Regions from separate parts of the Sus scrofa genome. Here region 1 is linked to region 2. The links are chromatin contacts, called in public HiChIP or PLAC-seq maps. All regions are on one chromosome and are shown on one strand. Each heading gives the region's core, a stretch centred on a gene start, on an enhancer-like site or on the middle of the called end of the contact. The rest is flanking DNA. Distances are from core to core; before and after follow the strand shown. Region 1 holds the start of LOC106504840. Region 2 holds the start of PICALM (phosphatidylinositol binding clathrin assembly protein).

Region 1 (3,948 bases), core at 714-3,213, 770 kb after region 2:
TCAATGAATAATAATGAAGCACAATAGGAAAATACAAATGTTCAGTCCCTGAAACTGCAATAGCAGCAGGGGAGAGTCCAGTTGCTGTCCTCAATTCCTCCAGCATTGATAAACAGTCTGCTTGGCTCCTTACAGATGTTGTCTATGAAGTCTAGGGTTACAAGTAACTATTTTCCAGCATGTAAAGGGATCCAGTCCTGTCCTTCAGAACAGCTTGGCTGCTCCCCAGGATACATGTAATTAAAAATATATATCCCTGCAAAAGCTCTTTCGCCAACAAAATTGCCACTGATGTCAGGATATGTGCTGTTTCCAAACTGAGAGCTGGAGAATCATTTTCTTAATCTTTCAGAACCTAGTTCTAAAGTCCTGAAACTTCCACAGGGACATTTCACCAGCAACAGGTCTAATCCCAACCATCTTTCTGAAACCACAGTCCAACTTTTCAAATGACCTATGTAAAATCCCTGCACCTAGTCAGTCAGCTGCCTGCCCGTTTCTTATCTCTCAGGAGTTACAGCCAGAACCGCAGATTTCTGAAGCTTTTAGCTACCCTCTGGTTTCCCCCAACTTCTCTCTTTTCTAAATTTCTAAAAAAATCATTCATAGCCTCACCAACCAAAATACAGCTAGTGTTAACATTTAAAGAAATTCCTTTTCAGTTCTTTTTTTTTTTCTTAATAAACTGGTTATTTTTGTAAGATTATAATCGCCTTGTATATGAAAATTCACTTACTATGATAGGATTGCATTGTTCTATACTATTACATAACCTTTAAAATTTTTAATGACTGCAAAAAAAAAAAAAAAAAACCCAAACCAAAAAACACCACCAAAACTTCCAATACATAGACTGCTTTCTGAAGCTTGACTGTACCATCACCTTTTCCCCAAGTGATGTCTTCTCCCTCTCCAAGTACTAAACCTGCCCTTAACCCTGAGGATAAGAAGGAACTCAACCACCGCAACCATTCCTTCCTGCACGACCTCTAAAATCCCGCAGGACAACACGAGGGGCCATATTCTACAGAAATAGTCATTAAATAACACACCCAAGAAATATGGGGGAGAAGGGAGGTCAGTGAGGAGAAGTTGCCCCGTCTCCTTATCTCTCCTTCCAAGTCTTAGCTGCAGCTGGCTGCCCTGCCGGGGACTCGCCCACCGAGCAGCGGCGGCCAGAACCCTTGGCAAAGATAACTTCAGCTCCACTGGGGATAGGGGCTTGGCCAGACACGGGTGGGCAGGGGAGAAAAACGGAAGGGCGGGGTGTAAGAGTGGGTTCTTTCGCAGGCCAGATGACTTACACAACGTTTTGGCTTCCAGTCCCTGAGAAGGGACAGAAAAGTGGGGGTGGGGATGGAAATCACTTTTCCAGGATAGTCCTACCCTTCAGCCTAGGAAGAGGACAGGGGGCTCGACCTGGCAAGAACTCCACGGAGTTAGTTTGCGGCGTCCCTGCCCGAAGGGTCCCGCCCGGGGTGGGGGTAGGGGCGCCCACCTGCAGCTGGCTGGAGCAGCCGTACTGGATGAGCGGCGTGAAAGTTGTCAGCTGCAGCTCGGCGTCCGTCTGCAGCTCGTGCCCCACCAGGTTGGGCATCTTGGTCACGTTGTAGCCCAGGTTCTGGCACATGGAGATGCGGATGGGGTCGCAGCGCCGCTCCTCCTCGTCCCCGAAGCCCCGTGCTGGCCCCAGGAGCACAGCAGCAGCAGCAGCAGCCGCAGACTGAGACCGACGCCCCCGGGCTCCCCCAGGACGCGCGGCCCTGTGCCCCGCCAGGCCATGGCCAGAGCCGGGGGCAGCGGCGGCGGGGGCTGCTTCAGCAGACACCCCCAGTTTGCACCGGGGCGCCGGCTGCCCGCGCTGCTCCCAGCTCCGGGAAAGGGAGAGTGATAAGGCGCCAAGGGCGACGAGGGGGCAGCGGCCGGCTCTCGCAGCTGCGCGCGACTGTGCGGGGTATTAGACACCTCGCGCCGGGGCCAAAGGACAGACTGCGAGGGTCATGGCTACAGAAGGCGAGCCCTCAAACCCAGTGCGGGCCGCGTCCGCTCTGCGTCTGCAAAGCCCGCCAGCACCCAGCGCCGCGCCGCTCTCTCCGCTGAAGCCCTCCGCGGCGCTGGAGGTTCGCTGGGCGGCGGCGGGGCGGGACGGACAGCGCGTATCTCCAATGGCCGAGCGCCGTGGCCAGCGAGGGGCGGGGCCCTGCCCCGGCAGGGTCAGGCCCCCGCCCGCCACCTCCCCCCACTCCATGGTCCCTCCCTCCCGCCCCGAAGCGCCCCGCCCCGCTTCCCGGCTCGCTTTCCTCCCACCCTGTTCGCGACGCTCCGGGGCCAGGCCGGGATGGAGCCGAGGCGCTCCGGCCGGGCCAGCCTGCCCCCACTCTTCCAGGTGAGAAGTGCTCCCAGATCAGTCGGCTCCTTTTCCTTTCTGTCTTCCAGCTGTCACCTCGGCCCGTGGCCGCCTTCCCATCAGGCAGCGAAACGTACACAAAGGACACGGGGTTTGGATTTGCAAAGATTAGGGCTTTAAATCCTGGCTGTGTGACCTTGAGCAAATTGCTCAGCCTCTCGGCGTCGGTCTCCTCATCCGTAAAGAGACTTGGGAGGATTAGAGATAATGCGTAAAACGCTTAGCACGGTGCCTGGTACAGCGCGACCTCTCAGCTATTTTCACTCGGAACTTGCTAGGGTTGGAGCCCGGCCCCCTCTCCCCGCCCCCAGCCTCGGCCCGACCTGCACCCCGGAGCTGCCGGGCTCCAGCCGCGAGTGTGGGAGGCGCCCCAGAGCAGCCGACCAGTCGACCAGCCGACGGTCTCGCGCTCCGATTTCCTCACCGTACGAAATGAAATTCCACAGGGGGATTCGAAAGGAAATGAGACCGGGACGCTCCGTGCTTCTCGGCCCGCCGCCCTTCCTGTCTCGGGGACACGGGTTTCTAAATAAGGTTGGGAGGGTGAGAGGGCGGGAGGGGAGAGGTTTGACCTACGCACGCGGGAGGGGGGGGGCTGAAAAGGCGCCCAACCACCAGGGCTCCCCTCCCCCAGCTTCCCGGACATCTCTCCTCTGCAGCCTGCATCTCTTTCTAACTTATTCTGCTTCTGCCAGGGTCCTGGGGATCATGTGAGCCGTGTTTGGACCCAACTTTCCCCTCTTACTCTCAGCCCTCCTTGGACGGTGCTTTGTGCTGCCCACACTCTCCACTTTGCAGTTGGGCCAGTGAAACCCTAAGCAGGTGAATTCCTAAACCATTTACTCCTGGCAGAACTGTGGTCAAGGCACTGTCCTCTCTGAGCCTCAAACCGGCCATCTGTAAAATAAGGAAGTTCATATCTATGACACACAATTGCTTTTGGAGTTAAATGAGATAAAGCGTGTAAATCCTTTATCACACTGACTGGCACATAGTTAGTGCCAAATAACTTGGTTATTGTTCTTGTCGTGGGACAGCCTCCTGCCTTCCAGTCTGGTACCAAAGACCACTCCTGCAGCCCAGGTCTGAGCTGAGGATCTGGATTAAGAGCTTTCTACTCTCTTCCTGAGATTTTTTCTTTTTTTTTTTTTTTTCTTTTGTCCAACACACCGTTTTCCAGGGGCTTCATGACAAGGATCAAGTTTTTGTGTGTTTATATCTTCCCATTTCAGCCAAGTCTGGCATATGGCAGAGGCTGGATGGAAGTTAGAAGGACCTCTGTACAACTCATATGGAGCTCAAATTATGTCTTGTAGTTTTAATTTTATTTTATATTATACCAACTGGACCTGGCTGAGGGCAAGAATCGAATCAACTTTTTTTCATATTTGGCTCTGTGCCTGTTACAGTTTTGGGCCCATATAGGCTGCATTGTCTCCAGTCATCATTATAACCTTCCAGGGAAGGAGACTCTCTTATCCCCTTAAAGAAATGAAGAAACCGAGGCTAGAACCAATGCGATTGTTAGGAAACGAAAGACC
Region 2 (4,002 bases), core at 1,237-3,736:
TAAAAAACCTCATTTAAAAGAAATAGAGTAGTGGCTCCTTATTTATACGGATTAAAAAAAAAAATCAAATGTCACCAGGAACATTCAAGTTCTAAAGAAGTGGAAATTTATAAACACAAGAGTGGCAGAGAAAAAGCACCACAAATGTGAGATTATCCATACCAAACCTAATCCCAGTTGTTATCTGCAGTAGCTTCCACAAGAGAAAAGACTAACATTTATAGAACCACAAGGAAGTATCACTTTGCTAAACTTACCCAGCCTATTTTCCACAACGTGTTAAAAGAACTGCAACATTTGAAATAAAACAAAAACTTTGTAAAGGACTTTTAAAAGCAAAATCTATTGTTATAATTTATCATTTTGAAGTGAGAGAAGAGGATAACAGTCATAAGTAGGTTTTGTCACCCACCCCTCAGCATCAGGAATAAACAAAAACCCAACTAACAAAAGAATTAACAGTGTTAGGGCAAACCACAGACTGGGTAGAGAAAGCCAAGCAGTCATTTGAAGAGAAGTAAACAGAAATGTTTACTCCAAATATCAGATAATCCAAAAAGCACTTCAGGCTTTACAATGCATTTTAAATAATTTTCCATTCATAAGAGTGTTACTGAATTATCTAAAACAATCAAGGATTGATGGTTAATAAGCAGCCTGCCTCATCCACATATCAGAGAGAAGAACCAAATAGTAATGATGTTTTTTTAAACTTTTCCACAAGGAAGGAACAAGTCACAATGAATAATGGGTTTGTCTGTACCAATAACTTGTTCTAACAGTACTTCACGAGCAAAGTATCTTGGAAGAATTCACATTTTGTACACTTTTTTTTAAGCGCAAACCTTACTGCCAAAGTCCAAACGAGAAATCAAAACAGGACTCTCTCATCAGTGAATTCCCTTTCAGAACATGCTCACTCTTGCTTCAAATAGTAAAGCAAAGTAACGTTCATGTAGAATGAAAGGACGTGTCCAACAGCCATTTTTTTAAAAAGAACTTATTATTATGCCTTTTTCTCTATGTTTCCTTGAAAAGTTTCAGATCAAAACTCCACTAAGTCAAAGCTTGAGTAATCACTGATCTTTGTACCTTGAGGTAAAGGAGTGTTATGAAAAAGGAGGATATTACAGGTGGCTTCCAGGTTTGGAAAAAGTTGGGAGGAGTTAGCTCTACTAATGGTATATACAAGTTAGTGAATGGTGTAATACCATGCCGTGTAAGAAAAGCTAGTCCTCCAAAAGATAACCAGCATAAATTAAAACGGAGTCCAAACTCAAGCCTCACCAAGTATCTTTTCACCAGTTTTTAAAAAGATGTACGTTATCTGTAGGTCAGATTATTAAAATAGTAGACTATCATAAATGCCAATAGTCTACTCTTCCGCTCAAGTTTCTACATTCAAACCGTCAGGTTTAACAGCTCTAGGAGATGACAGCAAAAATCAGCAAACCCTTTTCCATATACCCATTAGAAAGAAAGGGGGCGAGGGAGGTGCCTGACACAACTTATCCTAGTCAAAAGCATGGAAAACACAAAGATTAAATTCCACTAGAGGTGACTTAAAAATGCCAACGTTCCACAAAGCTTTTCCTACCCCAACGGAATCCCTTTACATCCACCCCCCCTTGAAGAAAAGTGGTCTGGGATAAAAGTCGGGCATTGACCATGATATTTCAAATGGGACGACGGAACCTAACGGAAGCTACAGAGGCAAAGAAAGGTAACCCAAGGCGGGGGGGGGGGGGGGAGGGAGGTGGATGAGAAACCCGGGAAGGACAGGGACAGAGGCGGATAGTGGGAATCGCTTCAAAGGAGGCAGCCCTCAGAGCGGCAGAGAAACTGGGATCCGGGTCCACCGAACCCGGCGTTCACGGAAACCCGAAGGCGGCTCGTAGGGAAACAATAGGGCGGTGAGACGGAGAGCAAGCGGGGAGACGCACGGGAGAGGGCGGCTAGGCAGCACCGGACGGGTGGGATGAAAGAGCAGAAGGCTGCAGGAGAGAGATAGAGGCCGGGAGGTGGGGAGCCAGAGGGAGAGGCAAGTTGGTCGGTGGTGAGAGGGTATCGCGGCGCACCGGGCAGGGAAGCGAGGGTCCCCGAGGAACCCGGAGGGGAGTGGCTTGTCAGGGATTCTTAGACAGGGAACGGAAGCCGTGAAGGCAGGTGTGATGGAAGCAAAAAGAACACAGCTCGGACGCGCACAGGACCCGCCGAGCCGGATGAGACGCAGGGAGGTGAGAGGCAGCTGAAGAAGAAAAGAGATGAGAAGAAAGACAGACGCGGGTCGCGGGGGGCCGTGGTCGGCTTCACTCACAGTCCAGGTGCTTTTTCTTGGGCCCCATGATCTCGTGGGTCGTGGCCTTGCATACTGTCTTGGATACGGCAGAGCCGGTGACACTGTGCTGGGCGGCGGTGATTCGGTCCGTCAAGCTCTGGCCGGACATCTCTGCGGCTCCTCCGCCACCCCTCCCGCTCGGCAGCCGGCGGGGACTGGGACCCCCAAGCGCCGGAGGACCCCCACCCCCCCACCGCACCCCCTACCCCCACCGGCTCCTTCTCCGCCTGCCGGCCTGGGGCGGGGCTCAGGGCCGCTTGCTGCCACCCAGCCAGGCAAGAACCGGCTCTTGTCACCCGCGGGGTCAGGCACGGTGTCGGGCACTCCCCTGCCCCCGCCTCAGCTCAGCCCACCCCTTCCCTGGTCAGCTGGAGCCGGGCAGGGCAAGAGGGACAGGCAGCTGCAGGAAAATGGCGGCGCCAGGCTCCTCCTCGGAGCTTTCCGGGCTGCCCGGGTCACGTGACTCGGGCGCCGCCCCGCCTTCTCCTTCTCCCGCCCCTTTTCCCTTCTCTTTCCTCTTCGACGCCCGCCCTCCCTCGCTCGGCGAGGGAAGAGCGGGGCGGCGCCCGCGCGTTACGTGATGGAACCCGCCCGGCGGGCGCAACAGGAGGCCCTCCCGGGCGGAGTGCGGCGGCCCGCCGCGTCACGTGACGTTCCCTGCCAACAGGTCGCCCGAGGCCGGTCTCGCGGGGGTCACAGAGGGGGGCGGGGCGACGCGGGGGAGGGGCGGCGAGTCCGGCGCGCTGGGGAGGCACGTATGGCTTCTTCCCGCTCCCATCCCAAGGGTATCCTAGTGTCTGCGGTTGGAACCAACGTCTTGACAAAGAGGAGATGCAGCTGACTTCGCAGCTCCCGCTGAGGAAAGGGGTGTCAGAGCTCCCCGGGCGTTCCTAGCGGGATCCAGAATGTGTTTAGGGATGCCCCCAAAGCCAGCCTCCAGGCTTGAAGGAGAAGGTCTCCGCTGGCCCACTCTCAGAACCTGCCACCAGGCCTCTCCCTGCTGTGGATATCGAAGCTGTCCCTGCTTATTTACCCCCAGAAGGGTTGGGCTTTTTCCCCTTTTTCTTGAGAGGTTTGGCATTGTCACCTGTATTTGTTTATCCCTTCTCTGAAAACTGCCAGTCTAAATTTGGATACCAGTGAGCCAGTATTGTTCCTCTAGGGTGTCAAATAGGACAGGAAACACATAGCTGCACTGGAATTTGAAAAGGGAAGTAGTAGGATGATGTCAACAAAGATTAGCTTGACCCTACAAGGCTGACTGCTGTGGTGATTAAAGGTTCAGACCATAGAAGGAAGTGAGAGGGTGGTAAATGGAGAAGTCCCTTTCAGAGAACCCAGACATCACTACCTGCCATCTCCCCTGGTTTGGTCTTTGTTCTCTTTGGCCTCTTTTTTCTCCGTGTAAACCAGATTTCCAGTGAAAGAAGACACTGACCCTGTCCTGTGGGCATTTTAGAGGAATCGTTATATCCTGTGGCTCTGTTCAAGAAGATCCAGATCTATTAACAAAGTCTTTTTAAATGTTATTAGGGCCCCACTTTCAACACAAGTTTAAAGATAAATTTTTAAGTCTCCATGAATATTAAATTACCGTAATAGTCCTATGTACTCTTGCTAGTTTTGAATGAAATGCTAACATACTCAGTCTGTGTACACCATCT

The links. HiChIP or PLAC-seq counts read pairs in DNA pulled down with a chosen protein or histone mark.
Region 1: an H3K27ac HiChIP or PLAC-seq map of skeletal muscle shows a contact between it and region 2. The contact joins the promoter of LOC106504840 here to the promoter of PICALM in region 2. A contact is called at or near these places in 2 of 2 datasets of contacts at active chromatin or transcription factors (alveolar macrophages and skeletal muscle).

The regions. Positions count from the first base shown.
Region 1 is chr9:20,719,679-20,723,626 of Sscrofa11.1, forward strand. LOC106504840 reads left to right here and starts at 1,964. Exons shown (of 3, transcript XM_013979237.2): 1 at 1,964-2,386. The coding sequence starts at 2,001. FZD4 (frizzled-4) reads right to left here and starts at 1,782. Exons shown (of 3, transcript XM_005667210.3): 1 at 1,701-1,782; 2 at 1,499-1,698. The coding sequence starts at 1,782.
Region 2 is chr9:19,944,428-19,948,429 of Sscrofa11.1, forward strand. It overlaps PICALM (phosphatidylinositol binding clathrin assembly protein), which reads right to left and starts at 2,487. Exons shown (of 21, transcript NM_001246270.1): 1 at 2,318-2,487. The coding sequence starts at 2,447.